Linked DNA regions of Mus musculus: region 2 is linked to region 1. A link is a contact called in public promoter capture Hi-C data. All regions are on one chromosome and are shown on one strand. The core of a region is the stretch at or near the end of the contact, and the rest is flanking DNA. Distances in the headings are between cores, read along the strand shown. Region 1 has its middle 20 kb from the start of Sult1c1. Region 2 holds the start of Slc5a7 (solute carrier family 5 (choline transporter), member 7).

Evidence for each region. Promoter capture Hi-C pulls out the DNA fragments that hold promoters and counts their contacts.
Region 2: a promoter capture Hi-C map of embryonic stem cells shows a contact between it and region 1, with 4 times the contacts expected there. The contact joins the promoter of Slc5a7 here to the enhancer-like site in region 1. A contact is called at or near these places in 12 of 39 promoter capture datasets (the 3T3-L1 cell line, the HPC-7 cell line, cranial neural crest and 4 more) and 1 of 115 datasets of contacts at active chromatin or transcription factors (stem cell-derived neural progenitor cells).

Annotation. Positions count from the first base shown.
Region 1 is chr17:54,008,185-54,013,745 of GRCm38.p6, reverse strand. No RefSeq gene overlaps it. Among named protein-coding and RNA genes, the nearest start is that of Sult1c1, 20 kb to the right of the region's middle. Within about 2 kb of position 2,640, at least 7 of the 459 cell types and tissues checked have an H3K27ac peak or open chromatin away from gene starts, as enhancers often do. A contact at or near this core is called in embryonic stem cells, epiblast stem cells, stem cell-derived epiblast-like cells and 1 more, where this site is marked.
Region 2 is chr17:54,296,695-54,302,255 of GRCm38.p6, reverse strand. Slc5a7 (solute carrier family 5 (choline transporter), member 7) reads left to right here and starts at 3,222. Exons shown (of 9, transcript NM_022025.4): 1 at 3,222-3,675; 2 at 5,065-5,297. The coding sequence starts at 5,120.

The DNA.
Region 1 (5,561 bases), core at 1,391-3,890:
AGAAACTGCCCAATCACAGGCTCTAACCTTTTATTGACCAATTAAATTGAGGAGAAGGTTCACAGGGCATCACTTGAGCATGTGAGCATCTGCTCATGGGGGTAACCACATCTTGAGGAACCAGTATTTAACATTAGAATACAAGCAGTATCAGATCAATGCCCTGCAATACTCAAACCTCTGCTAGCTTGGCTTTTTCCCTTCCTTGAACCCATACTATCAGATGGGGCCTTGCTACTCCTGGTACCCAACCTCATGCAATTTCTAAAATGGAAGATAAATAGCATGGCAAACATCATTGCCAATCAGGCTCTGGTTCACTAACAAACCATTCCCAAGATACAGGCTGGTGATTATTAATGACACCTCCCCTTTATAAAACAGAAAAGAGGGTGGTGTAGGGCCAGAAAGATGTGCCACCAGGAGAGCCAGTCCAGAGCAAGAGTGATATTGAGATGTGTCCAAAACCTGAAAATCTCTTCCTGATAATAGCAGGAGTAGGGTAATTTCCTCCTTGTTCTGGGACTGCATGTCCTGGAACCCATATGCCTTATGACCCTTAAAACCCACCACACTTGATTTAGTTATGACGACTCGTGGCCAGATTACAAGTTAAACTTACTGTCTCCATCCAAGAACATGGTCAGCAAGTATCTGGAATTCCTCTTCATAGAAATGAAGCTTTACTAGAACCTCAGCCCCAGCCAATGTTGTGCACTCATCCCCCAAACCCCTACCAAGTTCTCAAGGTTTATATAACCTTTGTTCAGCCCCAATAAAGAGAGTTATTTCACTGTAAATTGTTTCTAGAGAACACTTTCTTATGCACTCCAGTCAATGGAGAACCTGTCTAACCCACCCACCAATGCTAAACTTCATTCCTACCAATCCAGCCCAATGCATAATGGTGCCTTGATACCCTGAGGGGAAAAGCAGACCTAGAGTGGCAGGTTTTTCAAAGTTCAAGACTAACCAGTGATATATAAATCCTGTTAAATACTGTTGGTAAATAAAGAAATACATGTATGTCCCTACCCTTTATTGTCCATTGGTTTTCACTGGAGGACCCATTACAATTCAGTGTGAAAGACTCTTACTGTCTCTCCCTTCCCCACTTCTATTTCCTCTCTCCTGCTCTACTTTCTTCTCTGTTTTCTGTTCTTTATTTTGTTCTCATCAATAAATGGTCCTAAAACAAGAACCACAAAAACTTATTATCTTGAAGCAGCAAAATAAAGAGGCAGGGAAAGAAGGCTCACAGCACGATAATTGTATAAGTTGATGCACGGGACATACATGGTGTAAGGAGAGAAGCTATTCCCACAAGTTATCATTTTAACTCTGCAGAGGTTGTGTAGGGTGAACAGATGGATGCATGGGTGTGTTCACACATATACAGATACATGCACAAACACAGATAAACACACCAACACACACGCACACTCATACATAGACACACACTCACACACAGTCACACACAGAGACATATATATTCATATATATTCCCTGAAGAAGGCAGTGAAAGGAAGTACGGAGTGAATGGTTGCATGTCCAAAACTGCTTACTTTTGGCAATTTAACTTTTTCTTTAACACTTTGCTATTCTGTGGCCAAAAACCACTAACTTCTGACAATTTAAATTCTGCTGATAGCATCAGGTGATTGAGAAAAAAAGGGTCAATTCATGGGCTCTTTTCTCTCTGGCCCAAAGGCCCTTCACTGGCTAGGCCAGAGGCTCAGAGTTTATTAACTTTCCATGAGCCAAAGAGAAAAGAAAAGGAAGAAAAGGAGAAAGCCAGGCACACACATACACACACACACATACTAGTTGGGGCTAACCACCTGTTTTATTAATTTATAAATGTGTGTGTGTGTGTGTGTGTGTGTGTGTGTGTGTGTGTGTATATATGTATATGTGTATATGTATATATACATACATATAGACAGACACACACACATATATACATATATATACACAGACATATATGTATATATACATACATACATATAGACAGACAGACACATACACATATATATACATACATATACATATATATGTATATATGTATGTGTGTATATGTGTATATGTGTATACGTGTATACATGTATATGTGTATATGTGTATATATGTATATATGTGTACATTTGTTAGATGTAGCATCCAGTGGCTTTGGTCAAACTGGGTACCTGAAATGAGAAACCTGAAAGGTTTCTGATCAAGGCCCAATGTTTTCATATTTAACTCTGAATATATAGGGGGAAACCCAAAGGCCCATCCTCTGCTATGGCTGGATTCTGTTGCTTTGTCTCAGCTGATTCTGTTGCAAAACAAGCTCTCAGCAGCTCAGTGGGTGGGCAGTCTGCTCAAGTCTCAGGCAAGAAGGTGTAAATGTAGGGAGGCCTGGGTGCTGGTGCCTGGCTCCAGCCTTCAGAAAATTGTTTAGTCATCTCAAGCCTGGGGGAGGGGCACAGTTCCCCCTTTTTTATTTTTTAAAGATAAACTGCAAGGGAAGCACAAGATTTACTTATGTTAAATGATACCATCTGGGAAATATAGTGGCAGGTGACCATGACTGGCTTAGGTCTGGGTCTATACTCCTTCTTACCCATCTTTAAGGACATGCACAGCTTGTTTGTGTTTGTTATGGAGAAAAATGGCCTTTTGGCTCCACCTCTGTCTTAGGTTGATAGGATCTCAAGAACCCCAGTTGCCCATCTCTGACACAAAATCAGGCCACAGGGTGGGTGGGAGGTGGCTTTGAGGATTAACAGAAAACTGTTACTTCTCCAGTAAGAATGGAGACTATGTTCCAAGTTAACTCAGCTGGCTGATAGAGATTTTGAGCCATCATTGGGATCATACTTTCTAGTGAGAAAGTATAACATAAAAAAAAAAAAAAAAAAAAATTCTAGGCCTTTAGGCCCAGGCTTGAGAATGTGACCTTTGTGACTCAGTGCTTCAAGGCATGCTAATCATAAAACAGACAGCGACATTCCTCCACCCACCAGCTTCCTGGGTTCAGGGAGTGTTCATTCAAAGAAAGTCACCCTGACCCACCCTGACCATTGCTGAAACCCACTATGCAAATATGCTATTGTTAGAGGCTCCTAGAAAACTGTTTTGACTTTCCACTTCCTTGTGACTCTTAGCTGGTATTTTTGGTATTTTCCAACAATGCCCTCCCCACCTCCTTGAGTTGTGGTTTCTTCCTTTAAATACCCCCTTACCCAGCTACTCGGGGCACCACGGTCCTCTACCCTTGCGTGGTGTATGACTGTGAACCTGAGAACGCTCTTGAAATAAAAGTCCTCTTGCAGTTTGCAGCAAGACCATTTCTCATGAGTGATTTGGGGTGTCTCACCTCTCCTGAGTCAGAACGTAGGGGAGTCCTCACATTGTGGGTCTTTCACTAGAAGACTTAGGGCCTGTGTCCACTTGACGGTCCAATCTTTCAGGCAGCCATCAGGCTCCATCTTCTTTTAGTGAAAAAACACAGATAGAATCTCGCCCCCATATCAAAACAAGGTCAGGACCATTCCATGTATTAGTTAAGGGGTCCCATTTAACCTTGGCATATGAACTGGAACTGACTGGATGCCACTGGCAATCCAGTGCAGACTGACTTTAGCATCAGTTTGCAAAACAAATAAAACAAAAGCAAAATGTGCTTTTGGTGACCTTGAAGTGTCTAATTCTCTCCTTTTTGTTTTTAAAAGCCAATTTTTCAGAGTGTGATGTGCACACTCGACAATTCTTTGTTCCATTGGATTGTAAGGAATTTCGATTTTATGTTCAATACAAAATTCTTCACAAAATTATGTAAAATTGTTTCCAGTAAAAGTTGGCCCATTATCTGTCTTAATGATTTTAGGTAATTCCATAGCATTAAAGGCTTGTAAATAATGATCAATTGCATTTCTAGAGGCTTCTCCAGTATGTAGAGAAGCAAAAAGGAATCCTGAACAAGTGTCAATACAGACATGGATGTATTTCAATTTTCCAAATTCTGAATAATGAGGTACACCCAGTTGCCAAATATGATTGAGCATAGGGCTTCATGGATTAACCCCTAAATGAGGAACTGGAGATAATGAAAGGCAGTTAGGGCATTGTTTTCAAATAATTTTAGCCTGCTCCTTAATCTTATGTTAGAAACTTAAGGTATGACTAGAAAGATGAAATTTATTATGATCACATCTAGCCAATGCAACAGGATCTGAAACTAAGGCTTCTGCTATTAGAGCTCTGTCAATGTGATCATTGCCTGAAGCTAAAGGTCTAGGAAGACCAGAATGAGCTTTTATATGACCAATATAAAAGGGAATTTTTTTTTGAGCAAGTATGTTTTGCAATTGTGAAAACAGAGGTCCAGCTGGCATATTAAAATTAAATATACTACAAGTTTCCAATAGAGGAAAAGACTGGGCCACATATAGACTATCAGGAAAAAGATTAAAAGTATCATCCACAGACTGAAAAACATTCAGTTCAGCTGTCAGTTCTGCTAACTGAGCTGGTAGCCCAGCTTTATAATATCCTTTGGGATTAGCCACTGAAGATGAAGCCCAGGTTGTAAAGCTCCCATAGGTACCATGGTTTCATTGACCTTTCATAGATCTTGTCGAAATCTCCATTTACCAGATTTTTTTTTCTTGATAATAAATATTGGGGTATTCCAAGGAAACTGAGATTCTCTTATATGCCCTGCCTCTAGTTGCTCTGCACTAACAAAGAGTTACAGAGACAATGTTTGGAGCTGAAATTGAAGCAAGGACCATGACTGCCCCACCCAGGAATCCATCCCATAAACAGCCACCAAACCCAGGAACTATTGCATATGCCAGCAAGATTTTGCTGACAGGACGCTGATATAGCTCTCTCTTGTGAGGCTATGCTAATACCTGGCAAATACAGAAGTGGATGCTCACAGTCATTGGATGGAACACAGGGCCCCCAATGGAGGAGCTAGAGAAAGTACCCAAGGAGCTGAAGGGGTCTGCAACCCTATAGGAGGAACAACAATATGAACTAACCAGTACCCCCTGAGCTCGTGTCTCTAGTTGCATATGTAGCAGAAGATGGCCTAGTCAGCCATCATTGGGAGGAGAGACCCTTGGTCTTGTGAAGATTATATGTCCCAGTACAGGGGAATACCAAGGCCAGGAAGCAGGAGTGGGTGGGCTGGGGAGCAGGGCAGAGGGAGGGTATAGGGGACTTTCGGGATAGCATTTGAAATGTAAATGAAGAAAATTTCTATTAAAAAGAAGAAAGAGAGAAAGAAAGAAAGAAAGAAAGAAAGAAAGAAAGAAAGAAAGAAAAGAGAGAGAGAGAGAGAGAGAGAGAGAGAAAGGAAGGAAGAAAGGAAAGAAAAGAAAGAGAGAAAGAAAGAAAGAAAGAAAGAAAGAAAGAAAGAAAGAAAGAAAGAAAGAAAGAGAAGATTGAGAGAGAGAGAGAGAGAGAATCTATACAGGAAGCCATCTTAGGTATGCTGAAGTGTGGCTCTCCACAATTGATGGTTTCTGGCAAGGGCAGGGATGGGGAAGGACTCGTGGTTTTTTTTT
Region 2 (5,561 bases), core at 1,973-4,472, 290 kb before region 1:
ATATTATTGCACACCAAAAGTAAAATATTCATTGCATTAAGTGCTTTAAAAAACTGGGCAGATAGCCCATGACTTACCTTGGGATTCTGTCCCAACAAACCCAATAGAAGTTGAAAATATCATAAATTTAAAATGTCATGCACTTAACTCACTACACACTCTAGCTTAACCTAATTAATCTTAAACATACTTAGAGTTTAGTTGGGAAAAGTCATCTATCAGAAAACCCATTTAATTATGAAACACTGAATGTGCCGCATGATTTAACGATTACAGTGGACATCGAATGCTGATTATTTGCCCCTATGATAATGGAAGGCATGGCTGTCTCAGCTGCTGCCCATAAGGAACCAATGTCTTGTGACATTATCAGTGACCCATGGAAATATCCAAGTTCGAACTTGAGAGATCTGCTGAACATGAATGCTTTCATAGCACTGTAAAACTTAAAGGGACTAAGTTGAATCAAGACTGAAGCAGTAGCTGAGAAATCTCATATGGTCCACAAGTTGCTGTCAGAAAGAATAAAAGACGGCCTGAGGTAGGCTTTTGAAACCTCAAATCCTACTTCTAGTGAAACACCTCCAACAAGGCCATACCCCCTAATCCTTCCTAAGCAGTCTACCAACTAGGGATGAGCCAAGCATTCACAAAGCACGAGTCTTTGAGATTCATTCTCACTCAAACCACCACACTGGGAAAGGGTCAGAAGGAAAAATATTCCTAAACCTTTTTCTAAGATTTATAGAATTAAAATTATCACTCTAGTACAATTTCTATAGCACCCTATTATCATGATATCCACTGTGTTTTGAAATGTTTGGCCAGTTGCAATCGAAAAGTAGTAAATTAAAAGAGGGTCAACTTAAAGGTATGTGAGAAACCAGAAGGTTAAGGAATTGTGGGAAAGGGGCACACAGTATCTCATTGAATACATCTGGGTTAATGTTTTATGTCACATTAACATAATGTGTTAATGTACACTCAAGTCATAGCCATTGATTCTTATATATACATATATACACACATATATATGTGTACACATACATATACATATATACATATCAATGTTTTTTTGAAAAAATAGTGCTTCTAGCGCCTCTATTCCATGAATGATGCTATGGGCAGCAAGGTCAGATAACTGAAGCTCACTGAGAAGAAGGATCCAGCACCCATCATAATCTTCGCACAAAACAGCCTCTGCTGTATGAACAAAATGTCCCCTCGTTCAAGAACAGTGTATCAGTCATAGAGAAATGTCTGGGCTGCACTTAATATCTGTAAGCAGAGGGATATACTGTGTGCTCCCCAGAACTGAAAATAAGAAGTTAAATGAGACCTTTGTCTGATATTCCTTTTGTTTTCCTGTTAAGGATAAAAAGTTGTTTAGGGTAGGGCATTATATATCATTTTCTACATATATTCTCGGTTCTTAGAACACTGTTTGGAATATAAAAAGTAATAGGAGATGTGTACTAACGAAATAAATGATTTGTAATGCAAACTTGCTTTCCAGCTCCTAAATCCGAAATTCAGCTCCCACTGACATATATTCTGTGGCTCCAAGTATAAGCATATACTCTCAGGAAAGTAGAAAGGGATGTTATAGTGAAGATAAAAGACAAACATGCATCACAAAGAGGATGCTAGATCAGAAACGCATGTGCGGCATCATTGTCTGGTCAGACAATGGTACTCACAGGACTTGGCAGATGAGGACATGTCTGCCAAAAGCCAGACTCAATACATCAGTAGTTGTCATTTTCAACTGGTGCTCTTTATCATGAAGGACAGTTTCTTTGCCAGTTTTCTTTTAAGCCACTTTCAAGGTCACTGTCACTACTGAGATCTGGGAGTTGGTCTAGATCCTGGTATTCCTGGCTTCTCAAAATTAATTAGTTTCCCTAGCCCCACCTCTCCCAGAGTGCCAGCCCTGGCTGCACTCCGGATTCTCACCCCTAAGCCCTAGTGATGTTCTGTGAGGACAGCCATCTCTCCTGTCTCTCTGTGCTTGAGTCACACTCTCTGACCTTAGCCCCATAAACTGGCACACTGTCTGAGACACTGCATTCCTGATCCCTGCCCTACTGCAACTGAAATATCTGTGTCATCACCTTAAGGAATATTCCAGAAGGAAAAAAATGTGTATTAATCTGTGGCCTAAGTTCAAAATCAGAAGTTAATTAGAATCAAAAGTAAAAGAAATCCCACCTAAAACACTGAGTGGTTAAATGAATTTCATGTCTGTCTTCTGTTAGTTTCTGTCTGAGCTCAAATAGGGTCTGTTCCATAGATAGATAGATAGATAGATAGATAGATAGATAGATAGATAGATAGATAGATAGATAGCAATTAGCTGGTTACAAACCTTCATTATGACAACTATCCACATAGGCCTCTGCCCTGTCCAGTAACAGGGGAAGTTACTGTTCACACAGAGAACAAAGGAATGGGGAATACAGTTAAAAGAGCCTCTATAAATCCAGTCTAAGATGGGAGCTAGTCTGCAGGTTAGCCTAGAGAGGTGGATAGCAGCTGAGTATGGACTTCACCTCGTTAGCTGTCAGATGCACTGTTTCACTGTTTAATAGACTGGCTCAGTAGATGTAGAAAGAAGTGAGAAAGTGGGCACAAAGCTGAGACTTTATGGCTTTCAATCTTTTCTTTTTCCTCACACCCATTCCATAACACCTCTCCCTGAAACACATTTAAAAGGTTGCAGAAGCAGCCCCCTCTACAATATATTCAACTGTTATAAGATAAAGCCCTTTAAAGACAGGTACAACAGATACATAAGTAATCCTGTCACAGAATACTAGATATGTAGTATGCTAGAAATGTAGTGCTAGATATATATGCATGCAAAAGATCTAAACCTGTTTGAAGTGATAGACTGAGTGCTTTTATAAGCTAGAGTGCTTGGCTTAGCTAGTAGGATGTTTCCTGTGGCTTACACACCAACTTTATTTTAAAGAACTGTGCACCTGTGAGAAAGTTTCATGGTGACCCCAGTTTTAAGTGAAGGGAATATGAATATAAAGCAAAGAGAAATAGGCTGACTAGTCTAAACCTTCCTAACATGTTTCTACAAAAAAACTAGCCAAGAAGGGCTTGAAAGCAACCCCTCTCTGAGGCCAACCAGAGACAGAGACAAGGCCCTTAACTGAGCTTGCATGTGGACACCTCAAGGCGGGGTTTGGAAGCTTCCAGTCTGCATCTGCAAGTGAAATCCTCCAAGTCCATTGCTGTCTTTTGCAACCCAGAAAGATAAAGTGGGCAGGTAGGCTGGGAAATGACCTTTAGTCTGGAGTCCTCCATTCTAGGGTAGCAGACGACTTGACTTGGGATGGGAACATGAACTTGGGCAAGTGCTGGATCTGAGCTTGGCTGTTCCCTCGCACCCCGGGCCACACCAGGGCACAGTCCGCAACTCACGCCCAGCACCACTTTGTTCTGACGTCCTTCTCCAGAGCTCTGACGATCGCCCCCGCCTTCCGCCCTTATAAAGAGACTTTTTCCAATACCCAGATCGATCGCTTCACCCCCTCGGAGTCCTCATCGGGCTCCTTGCCGGAGCCCCCTCCACTCACCTCGAGCCTCCCTCCCTCCGTGTCCCTCACAGCCCGGGGCTCAAGGGGCTCCTGGACCCCTAAAGCAGCTCCGGGTGACGCAAAGGTAAGAGCCCTACGGGAACAAGAGCTAGGGCCACACCCTCGGGGCCGCCCGGGAAGGATCGACTCTGCCTGCTGGGGATGTCCCCTCCGCTCAGTTAAGAAGCACTTGTGGCTCTAGGGGTGCTAGCGACTGTAGGAGTCTGGATTCAGGAGATCCAGAGCTCAGAGGCAAAGGGGAGCAGGGCGCGGGGGAGTTTGGGCGGAGGGGAAATTTGGTGGCTCTGGGCTCACAAAGGCGGAGCCCACCCGGTCCGGGGCGCTCCAGAACATCCCGGAGGTGAGTGCTTGCAGCCAGAACCCGCTTGCAAAGCTCAGACCCCCTCCCACAAAAACTTACGCCTGTGAACTGGGGTGAAGGAAATAGCACTGGTTTGTTCAGTATAAGAGAACAGGAATTCCGTAAGATCAAGCTTTATTTTAAAAGTTGACATCAGTCCTCTTCGTTCGCGTTTTCGTATCTGTGACTGTGGTTTATATATTGCCTTATTTTAAAATCCTCTTCTGTAGAGACCGGGATGATGAGGCGCGGGGTGGGGGTGGGGGTAGGAGTGAGGGTGGGGTGGGGGTGGGGGTGGGGTGGACATGATATGAACTAAGGACAAAGGAAGATTGAGAGATTGAGAGGGTCCTTCTTTTAAACAAGGAAAACATACTTAGTTGTCACAGTAAATTGATTTTAAAAAGGATTTTCCTAGTTTGTTTGTTTGTTTTTGGGGGGGGGGCGTTGTTTTTGTTTTAGTGTTTTTGGAGGGGGTATTCTGGCCAGATATTTTATATTGAGTTACTTTTGGACCTGTTTCCTGAGGTCTGAAAGGATAAGTAAAGAATGAAGAATGAACAGAGAGAGAGAGAGAAAGAGAGAAAGAGAGAAAGAAAGAGAGAGAGAGAGAGAGAGAGAGAGAGAGAGAGAGAGGAGAGGGGAGGGGAGGAGGAAAGGGGGGAAGAGAGAGAGGGAGGGGGAGGGGGGAGACTTTCTTGGAGTATTCCTTTAGGCTACACTTAAATTAGTAAACAATTATTAAATATTGACTTAGTTTGAAAGGGCAAATATATAGGCATAATCGCTGCAAACAATCTAAAGAACTGAGGTGTAATACAAAACAGACTTAACTTGAAGGAATTTATAAAATACAAAAAAAATTATTTTTATTGGATTTATGCTCACTCCTTTTTTTGTTTGTTTCTTCGAATGCAAAGCATTAACTTGTTAAGCAGAAACAGAGCAGTGAACTGGACACTTGTTGGCCATGATTAGTATTATGGGATTTCAATGCAAGCTTTTTCAAAGAAGAAAAAAAAAAAAGATGTCTGGATCCAGCTGCTTCGTTTTGGCAGCCTGTGTAAGCATAGTGCGTGGCTGCTTAATAATACATTGCTGTATTTTCTACAGAAGATTTGATGAAGTAGCCCTCTGTGGAAGGATCTGCACTGTACCCTAAATAAAAATGTCTTTCCACGTAGAAGGACTGGTAGCTATTATCCTCTTCTACCTCCTTATATTTCTGGTTGGAATATGGGCTGCATGGAAAACCAAAAACAGCGGCAACCCAGAAGAGCGCAGTGAAGCCATCATAGTCGGGGGCCGTGACATTGGTTTGTTGGTTGGTGGTTTTACCATGACAGGTAGGTTTCTCTGTATTCCCTTCCCAGGCTGGTTTCTACTCAAAGGGAGAAATCACACATTGCCTTTGTCCTTTGGAGCTCTTTCAGTCCACAACTTATATTTTAAAGTGGCTTCATATTTAATTTAAAACAAAATGAACATGTTTTAATTTCAGTAATTCTAGACAAAAACAATTTTACAATAAATCACTGAACTTAATATTAGGGAAGCAACGTGGTCTCTCTTGACGGGCTAGTGGATAGGAATGGTAAAAACAAAGGAGT